Linked DNA regions of Rattus norvegicus: region 1 is linked to region 2. Evidence: chromatin contacts called from public Hi-C data. All regions are on one chromosome and are shown on one strand. Each heading gives the region's core, a stretch centred on a gene start, on an enhancer-like site or on the middle of the called end of the contact. The rest is flanking DNA. Distances are from core to core; before and after follow the strand shown.

Region 1 (5,223 bases), core at 1,843-4,342, 36 kb after region 2:
ATGGGGCTGGGCAGGATTGCTAATCTCTTCACTTTCCTGTTCCTTGGTCATCGGATTATACTCATACAGAATCTAATAGCTACTGTCTCTTATCTTTTCAATATTAATGTCTGATCCCTCCCAGGAGACGGTTACTTTCCTGAAGACATTGGCCATACCACAAACTTTAGTTTCCCTTACAATGCCAAGCATACAATGTTGTTCTAATTAAAAGATGGGAAAAACCAATGTTTTTGTCGTAATTGTTTTCCTGTCCCTCCTATCCTTTTTTTTCTCTTTGCTGATGGCTAGTCAACTTTTTACACATCTATGTATTGTGTGTGGTGCTAGGAACTGAACACAAGGCCATGAATACGTTAGGTGGGCAAGGTATCTATTCTGAGCCCGGTGTTTTGTTTAATGGAGAAAGAGACTCAGAACATTTGTATAGCTACTTTGTAGAATACAGGTTAATTCCATCCCTACCATGACTTCATCGTGTGTGCACTAGCTCTCTTCCTATCAACTCTCAAAATATTTTAGCCTTCTCTTTATCTTGATCATCTTTAGATATAAAGAAGTCAAAGTGATATAGCTAAGGGCACAGACTCTGAAGCGAGAGTTCTTGACTGCCAACATCTGGCTATGTCCCTTTCTAGATGGAAAAGGCTAAGTAGAATGATTATCCACACAACAATCGTATGAATTATATACAACAAATGGTTGGGCAGGGGTTTGAACATGCACTGCCCTGACTGATGTCTGAGTGTTCATTACTAGGTGTCCCTCATTGTCACTGTAAAGTGACAACGGTTTGGAGTCAGTGGGATGAAAAGACATATACTCACTAAAATATAAATTTAAAACAAAATCATCAATAAAACGAAACTGGTAATAGGCCCTTGCATGGTCTCTACCTCAGGGAATAGAATGGCTGTAGTTACCACACAGATTTCTGTACTGTGCTTCCAAAGTGCTCTGTCCAAGGCCTGCTTTAAACTGCTTTAAACAAAGTGTACTAGAAATATGCACAATGTTTTACAAGCCAAACAAAAAGGTGTGTGTATGTGTGTGTGTATGTGTGTATGTGTGTGTATGTGTGTGTATATGTGTATGTGTGTGTATGTGTGTGTATGTGTATGTGTGTGTGTATGTGTGTGTGTATGTGTGTGTATGTGTGTGTGTATGTGTGTGTGTATGTGTGTGTATGTGTGTGTGTATGTGTGTGTATGTGTGTGTGTGTATGTGTTTGTGTGTGTGTGTGTGTACACAAAAAGATGACACCGTAGTGTTTTAAATCAGCTCCATTCATGACATCTAACAGATGACAGACAAACCCCGATGGCCCAAGTCAATAAAGTTCTTCTATGTCGTGGTTATTTATCTGGCTATACCAAATGCAAATAACCCAGACTCTGCCAAGAGATGAGCTATGGCCTATTTTCTTCTTCACAGGATGGCCGGGCTGTAGCTTAGCTGGGTTGTTCCTGTAGGAATGAACTTCAGAGGTGGAAATTTATTTCCTGAAGGTTTACTAGGGGAAGGCCAGGGAGCCGAGGAACAGGCTAGTCAGAAGACAGAACAGAAGGAAGAAGTTCAAGGATGCCATGGCAACAGATGCTCTAACATCCAGGGAGGGGATAAGCCATTGTGCAACCTCGACTGTCTCCACTGACCAACCTGAGGGAGGAGGGGCAGAACAATGAGGAAGTAGCTCCTCTCCGCTGTTGGCAATGCCCAAAGGCACCTTCAGCTTGGCGCCTTCAGGAGCCAGCACTCCAGAAGCCAAGGGAATGAGTATCTAAGTCCTGAAAACAGGTTCTTGGTACCAGCCCTCGCCTTTGTTAGATCACACACGAGAGTCAACATGGCCTGCATTGACCATTCTGATTAATGAAGCAGGTGACATAGAGCTGGGCAGTGGATTCTAATTCTACTGTTCAACAAGTCCCTCAATCCCAGTTACCCAGAGTTCTTCTGTGGAGATTAGATCTACTGTAATAGAAAATACCAGACTGGGTCAAGGTGGTGGTAGCATACGCCTTTAACCTCAGAACTTGGAAGGCAGAGGCAAGCAGACCTCTGTGAGTTCAAGGCCAGCCTGGTCTACGAAGCAAGTTCCAGGACAGCCAGGGCTACAAGAGAAAATGAGAGAGAGAGAGAGAGAGAGAGAGAGAGAGGAGAGGAGAGGAATTTCCAGTTCAGGTGAAAAGAGTTTCATGGAACAATTTTGCCTTCAATATCCACAGGCAGCCCTTAATTGGGGCTGATTCAAGCCCTTGAGTAAACTGTGCATATTAACTAATCCATACGGTTAGGTGAATAATAATTTCAAATTGTCAGATTGTTGTGCCCCCCCCAGCTGGACAATGAAGTGACCAAGCCCTGCATCACTCATCACTGGCCGACCAGTTCTGTGTGTAAGTCAACACAATCGCCCTGTTTCATGTGTCTCCTCCGAGATTATAGTGGGCTGGTTTGAGGAGAGATCCAGCTTTTAGGCAGCGTCTGGCTTCACGCCAAGACTCTCAAAGAGTTGTGTCTTCCTGCTTGCCAGAGGAGTAGGAAAATGGAATGGGGCAGACAGTCTGCACCCGACCTTGGGAAGAAGGCGGCAGACCCAAAAGAAACCAAGTGGATTTTCACCAGTGGCATGAGTCATTTCCCCCCCCCCCATGAGGTTAATTATTATTAATGATGTTAATTAAGAAATCGTGTGAAGTAGTTTTTTCTTGGAAAATGTGGACCGTGTGGGCCATTGGATTTTTAGCTGTCTGCTGTGATGGCGGTCTTTCAAAGCATCCTATCAGGGTTCGGTTTCTGGAGCTGTGTGCTAAGACAATGAAGACGGGGTCGGGGAGGGGTTTCCACAGCAGTATCTGCCAAGTCTAGGCTGGCCTTTAACTAATTGGGGAGCTAGAATTATTCTTGTTCACTTGAGGCCTCCTACTTGGTATTTGTAAGACAAATGAGTCAGCTGCATCATTCTCTAGCAATTAACTAGTAATTGGGGCATTTAATCAGAAACCAACTTGAAGGACTTTGGCCTGACTGGATGCCGTTGGCATGGAAAAAACATTAAGCTAGTTAGCTAGTTCGTTTCACTCACGCTATTTTCTCACCCTAAGCCCAGATCAAACACAAATTGAGCTCACAAATGAATAACTCTATAATGTGTTCAGTACTTATAAACGTGTTTTACAAAAAAAATTAATAGAGCTAGAAGCCATTATCACACAAAACACTCATGTCAATATATTCATATCCTGAGTATGGTAGCACATGACTATAATCATGAATACTGGAGAGGCTAAGACAGAAAGGTTATGAGTTCAAAGCTAGCCTGGGCTACATGGTAAAACCAAGAGAAGTTGCTTAGAGAGATAAATATAGTTGTTGAATCCAAGAAATCTCAACGGCCATACTTTATTTCTACAGAGTATAAATCAAGTGAGTAGTTCCTTCAGTTTCCTACCTAAAAACCAGAAAGCCACCTAACCTCATAACACACACATCGAAGATACAACAGAAAAGCAAGGTTTTACGATTTCTATAAAGTATAATCAGCAAAAGTCAGTAGTTAAGCCTGAATATGCACTAGAATCACCTGAAACGTCCTCAAAAGCAACGTGATTCTTTTTTTTGGAGCTGGGGACCGAACCCAGGGCCTTGTGCTTCCTAGGTAAGGGCTCTACCACTGAGCTAAATCCCCAGCCCCAAGCAACGTGATTCTTAAGTGAGCTTCATTGTGATTGAAATATAGTGTAAGGAGGTCCCTCAAGTTAAATGTTAGAAGCTGGGGTTGGGGATTTAGCTCAGTGGTAGAGCGCTTACCTAGGAAGCACAAGGCCCTGGGTTCGGTCCCCAGCTCCGAAAAAAAGAACCAAAAAAAAATGTTAGAAGCTTGGTTCTCAGCGTGATGAGGCTAAAAACCAGCAGAATCGCTAAAACATGGATCTTAATTCAAACTAATTAGGCAATTAACTGGGATACAACTGGAAGCTCTCATTGGATGCAAGTTAGTTCCCCCAGAAAGGACTGTTCTAAAAATAAGATAGCCATTGCCTTCTCTCTGGCCCCCTGCCTTGCTGTGGGATCAATTCTGCAGGCATTCCTGCTATAGGGACACTATCCACCCATGAGTTCCCATCACCAGAGGCGATGACTCTGCCTTGTCCTTGAGCCTCCTAAACTCAGAGCAAAATAAGTCTTTGTGCTTTTTGCATTACTCAAATGTTCAAGTCTTGCTCCTGCTGCTGTGCTAAAACATCCCAACCAAAAACAACTTAGGGGAGGAGGGAGCTCATTTAGCTTACAATTCCGGGATACTGACAGTCCATCACAGAGGGGAAGTCAAGGCAGGAACTGAACCGACTAGTCACATCACGCCCACAGTCAAGAGCAAGTGCATCCGTGCCTCCTGTTTATGGTGTTGCTTATGCTCAGCAAGCTTCTTCACACACACACACACACACACACACACACACACACACACACACACACCAATAGTCCTGCACCGCCTTCACAGGGAATGATACCACTCACAGTGGGTCTTCCCAAACCAATCAACCAACAAAACAATTCCTCACAGACATGTATACAGACCAACCTCCAACCTGATCTGGGCAATTCCTCAGTTAGGACTCTCTTCTCGGCTCAGGTGTTGGCAAATTGGCACTTAAAAACACCAAGAAGCACACCAGCCTTGGAACACTTAGATTAATTAAATGTGAGCATTTGGTTGTTGGACCATTGCATCAATTTTTATAACAAGTTGGATTAAGTTAATGTGTCAAGAAGTGCTAACGTCAGCAATAACATTTTTTTTTATTTAACTTTAATTGATGGATACGAAATGTGGGATCTATAGATGTAGGTGTAGAGGGATGAGCTCACCTTGGGTGTGTAAGAGGAAGAAAGCATCTTAGAGCCAACTGAATTTGGCTCTATGAGTTCTTCTATACTGAGAAATGGACGACCTTTCTTGCAAGCAGACAGAGCCATAGAAGAGAGGCCTCGGCCTCTTATCAGCCCTCCTAACCTTGAACATCATCATCCTTGTCCTGTCACAAGGCAGACTAGGGAAACCCCAGACGAAGAATGAAGCAGAGTTTGAACTGGGCGTTCTACCCATTTCTCGTTGACTCCTAGTACAGTTCCAAGGCAGGAGCTTAGTCAGTCCACCAGTGTATTTGGCTGGTTCATGTGTGGTCCTTTCAAGGCCTTGCCATCTATCTGCCCCAT
Region 2 (5,257 bases), core at 723-3,222:
GAACAACCTCTTGCCCGGACACATCCCCAGCCTCGTACCTGTTTAGTAGAAAAAGGGTTTGTTTGCTCTGGTTGATTAGTGATTTTATTTCAGAAGGACAGGACTGATTCCAAGCGGTGCCGACACCAGGATCAAAGCTGGCTCTTCGTACAATATGCTGGGGTGTCAGAGGCAGGCAAGCTGTTTATGTATCCACTGGGCTAAATTAGTGTCATTATCACTTCGGCAAAGCTTAGATTTTACTGTGTTCTGTGCTAAAGAACCCAATTATGGTATCTGCTGGACGGTGTATTAAATGACACCATTTAATTAAAGCCTAATCTCTCTCTCTCTGGATAAGCAATATTTGAAGTTATTAAACATTCTTTCATTCAATTACTGCAAATCTCTGACCGTTTTGGAGAGCAGGAAAGAAACTCATCTGGCACCCGGAAGTCCCGGGAGAATGACTGCTGTTTTGTGTTGTGTTTAGGACTCGGTACCCCGTCACAGTCACCCAGGACAGAGCTTCCAGTTTGAAAATTCTACAGATTTGCTTCTCAGGTTTTTGAGCAGCAGAGGACCCTGTCTGTGACTCTCACTGGTTTTCTCCAAGGACTGAGGCCTAATAGAGACCTCAGAAAAGAACCCATTCAAAGGCATAAAGCCATTAAAGAAATACAATTCCCGTGCCAGGGGCTGAGCCCTGTGACTGAGATGACAGCAATTCATTCTGAATGAGTATCTCATCCTGAAACGCAAGAATTAAAATGAGCTTCGACAGTGAACTCTAGAGACAACCTGTAATAGAAGAATTTTTTTTTACTTTTAGAAGAAGAAGTGAGCTAAAGAGACAAAGCTAGTTGGTGGGCCATGAAAGGATCCTCATTCTCTTCAGTTACCTGATTTTGCCATGGAGAAACCAGGGACACGCAATTTAGCTAACTGCCAACAGTGGCCACTAGCCAAATACCAACAGCACGCAGCTTCTGAGGCATCGTGATGTCACAGCACATGCGGGGTGAAGGTGTTTGTCAGCCTTTCGGGCCAGCCATGAAATCCCAGCGAGAGAGGAGCCTGTGTGTCACAGAAGCGGGGCAGCCAGCTTCAACCCTAGGACCGAGAACCAAGCTTTGCTCATAACCAGTGTTCTGCTTCAGATCTGAGAAAGATTAATAGTCAGATGTGTTCATGGACATGGCCAAAGTGCAGGCTGGAGGTCCTGTGTGCATGGATTCCCTTGGTTAATGAATAAAACCTCATGGCACTTGTTTTCCTGGTGTTACCCTTTTATAAGGTAACTCCGATATAGCTTTTATGGGCCTGTAGTTAGGGAATGTATGCTGTGTCTGAAGTTCATTGTCACGGCTGAGGTGAATGGGGTAAGTCTAGGAGTCCTTCATTTAGTCATTCAGTTGACAAATGCTCTATGTTCCCACGATAGAGACAGTCCTTTCCCAGATAGACTCAAATTCGGATTCCCAGCCCGTCTTTGTTAACTGTTTGGTACTATGCGTCTTACTTAACTCTCTCACTGTGATACAAGACTAACAACACGCATCTCATGGGATTGGGGTAAAAATTGAGAGTCATTTCGGTGTCTTCTATGTGACTATACATAGAAGTGATAAATATGGGATGACTATTGACAGCGTTCTTCCTTGAACTGTACTCTGGCATAGAGGCTAGATATAGGAAGTTCCAGTTTATTTAAAAAAAAAAAAAACAACAACACTCAAATGAATCAGCGAAAGTTAATGCTGGCTTGTGTGGGGGACAACACACTTCACTACCGACATACACACGTATGCATGTACATAGATACAGATATGACTTTCTAACTTCAAGCATGCATATAATCTAGCATGCTTTCTAGTTGTTTACTGCGGTAAGATGTCTTTCTGTGCTGGAAGAATTTCCAGTATGGGGTGAAATGGCTGGATGTAATCATCAGGTTGAGTTACTTACACGAAGCCAGTTACTAGCTCTCTGCCAACTAGAGCTGTGCCCTCAGGCCCTGCTTGATTGGCAGCCCATTGCTATACTCCAGGGGAGCATAGTTCATCCAAATAACTTGTCTCTCACTTTCCAATTCTAACGTGAGAAGGGACTGCAGCTAGATGGTCTCTTAGTGATAAACGGACAATGGGTATTCACTGTCCTGCTTCTTGGCAGAAACAATGGCTAGGCTATGTACTGTGAGGATATTACAGAGGGCAACCTGAAGAATAGAATACTCAGGAAACTTGAAGCAGACTCCGAGGTAAGGCTGGTAGAAATGTGTCTGAGTGGTCTTGTTTATTGACCCCGGACTGGGGTTGAAAGGCAATAGAAAATGTGTAGAGATTGAAAACCGTAACACAACCTTAAGATGACGAATGAGTTGTGTTGTGCACAAGTCATGTTTACTGGGATAGAATGACTGAAATAAAAAAATAGGCATCTACAGGGAGGCCTGGGCACACTCGCTGGCGAGACGAAGGTGTATTTAGAGTCAGGAAGCTAATGATACAAAAAGCCTTTCCAGGCAGTGGTGGAACCCAGAGTGATTCATGGGCCTAGCTAATCTCTGCGCTGTTGAACTGGATCACCTGCTGTTTGAAGATTCCCACCTGTCCCTGGTTCTCGAGAACACATTTTCTATTAAACAGCTCATATCTCCATCCCTCCCTCTCTTCCTCTAGCCTTTTCACTTTTAATTTATTTGTTTCTTGAGACAGTCTTCATAAACAGTCCAGCTTGGCTTCAAACTCATGATCCTCCCACCTCCCGAGTGCTGGGACAATTGGCATGTGGTGCCATGCATGGCTCCCTTTTTACTTTAGACATTATATCAGCCTAGAATCTTCCAAAGCATGGCTGACAACCTGTTTACCAAGTCTGCTCTGTCCCACCTCCTCTAGCGTGCCCATTTCTCATACCCATCTTTGCATTTTCACTGATATCTCTAATCTAAAACCTGCAACTCCATGTATGAGCTATTGAGAGGGACCCTCAAGCGTCCCAGTTATTATTTATTTATTTATTTATTTAGTTAGTTAGTTAGTTAGTCAGCTTGACATAGTATAGATTCATTTGGTAAGAAGGAACTCGCCCCCATCAAATTGGCCTGTGAGCAAGGCTGTGAGGCCATTTTTTACAAACAGTTGATGTGGGAGGATCCAGCCCATTGTAGACTGTGTCTCTTCCGGGCCCTTGGCCCTGAGCTGTGAAAGAAAGCAGGCTGAACAAGCTCTAGGGAACAGGGCAGTAAGCAGCGCCCATCCCTGTCCTCTGCATTGGTTCCTGCCTTGAGTTCCTGCCCTGACTTCCTTTGATGATGGGCTGTGATGTGAAACTGAAACTATTCCCCTCATGCCCACAAGTTGCTCTTGGTCATGGTGTTTGTCATGCAACAAAAGCCTAATTAAGACATGGAGCTAGGACTTGGCCTCCTCGTCTTTCCTTGTTCTGGCTCAACCATCCATCCATACTGCTGGTTGATTTTTAATTCCTGTAGAGATGCTTTGAATATATCGTCCCCTTTAGCTAAACCTCCAGTGGTTTCCTAGCGCCCGTGGTCCTAACAATGTAAATTTCACCTTGCTCACTTGGGTTATTATTTAGTCCATCAAGAATTGCTTATGACACCAACCTTGCCTTTTGTGAACTTGCAGTATGCACAGAGTCTGCATAACCAAGGTATTTCTTCCTCTATCCAACAAGGCAATAAACCCCTTTGAGAGTGGGGTCGGGCCTCAGGGTTCTCTTCTCTTTCTTCTTCCAGCAGAACTCATTGAACTGGGTGCTGAGGGAGCGCTTCATATTCCCGCATTTGGTTAAGACATGTAGATGTGATCATTGGGGAATGTGGGAAAGAGACACAGCCTCCAGGGTTGTGTTAATCCTAGGTTAAATGATGTCCCCAAAACCCACAAAGTGAGGAGGCATCTGCAGAGATGAGTTGGTAGAAGACTGGAGCAGAAGAAGACACACAGCGGGCATTAGTGGATTTTGTCACATGGGAGCCGGCCCCCTCTCCAGCTACATCGTCCTTTTACTTGGTAATATTTCCCAATATTGTAAATTATTACAACTATGGATTATTATTATTATTACTATTATTACTATTATTATTATTATTAACCATGTCAATGCACATGCTATGCCCTGTATCAGTTTCCGAGTCAAAGAGGAGCACAGCTCAGATTCACTGGGCTCAGTAGGAGCTGGACCCCCAGAGAACCCTCTTCCTCTTGTGCTCCGGAGACTGTAGATGGACAGAAGTTGCTAGCGGTTGGTCTTTCTGCTACCACAGGCCAGAGTCTGTGTTCACGCGCCCAGCACAGAGGGGCGTGGGCCACAGTGGAGTGTTGCTCCTAGACCCAAGCTGCAGTGGAAGACAGTCTGACTGAGGGGTGTCCTTGATGTTGGTGCTTTGTCTTCCGGGTTACCAGACAGTGTACCTACCTCCTGTTTATTTTATATCTTCATATGCCACACACATGATTTTGGTGACTCCTAGAGGCTTTAAAGGTATAATCCTGGTTAACTGGAGAGGATTTTAGCATCTTGTTTCATTCAGTGTGATTTCCTCTAATGTCCGTTCTGCCTATAAGTGACCGGCAGCTCTCATTTGTTTCTTAGATGAACACCCTGGGGTTAATTTCCTTCTATGTGTGGCTTATATTTTACAGAACCTTGAGATAGTATCCACCTCTCTGGGTACCATAATGCAACTGAATCCAGAATCTAGAACCCAGAGATAGACCATTCGCCTAGCTTAGCGGGCAATTAAGCGAAGGGTATTTGGTAGGCGGGGAATGCTCAGGGTAAATCCTCTGTTTACATTAAAATGTAAGAATCACCAAACCATTGAGCTGCTTTACCCAGTGGATCCCACATAGAGATAATTACTGAATTTTACATAGACTACAGGAGGAAAGTATGTCCGGGGAAGTTTGCAGTTGATACTGACCACCATCAAAGGTGATGAGTGGCGATCGAGATGCCCCTTCCCTTCCCTTCCATTGGAGTTTACTGACTACAAGCTTACATGCATCTATGCATGAGTGCGTGGGACTCAGTGTTGAGGGAATACATGTGAAAATGAGATAGTACCGTTCCTTAGCCCCAGTCTTCTAAGAGGCAGAGCCAAGGAGGGAAAACGTTCAGGCATTATCTGAGAAGCACACACCCAGAGTTTTTGACGTGCAGACTGGGGAATGCATGTTTTGATGCTATGAAGTTGTTCAATGGGGCAGTCATCAGAGAGCTTGCAACAGGAAACCACACTTCA

Evidence for each region. A called contact is a pair of places that touch in the nucleus more often than the background predicts.
Region 1: a contact with region 2 is called in a Hi-C map of kidney, with 1.7 times the contacts expected there. The contact joins two enhancer-like sites. A contact is called at or near these places in 3 of 12 Hi-C or Micro-C datasets (hepatocytes, kidney and liver).

What each region holds. Positions count from the first base shown.
Region 1 is chr15:23,780,894-23,786,116 of GRCr8, forward strand. No RefSeq gene overlaps it. Among named protein-coding and RNA genes, the nearest start is that of Peli2, 89 kb to the right of the region's middle. Within about 2 kb of position 3,093, at least 3 of the 93 cell types and tissues checked have an H3K27ac peak or open chromatin away from gene starts, as enhancers often do. A contact at or near this core is called in kidney, where this site is marked.
Region 2 is chr15:23,745,884-23,751,140 of GRCr8, forward strand. No RefSeq gene overlaps it. Among named protein-coding and RNA genes, the nearest start is that of Peli2, 120 kb to the right of the region's middle. Within about 2 kb of position 1,973, at least 5 of the 93 cell types and tissues checked have an H3K27ac peak or open chromatin away from gene starts, as enhancers often do. A contact at or near this core is called in kidney, where this site is marked.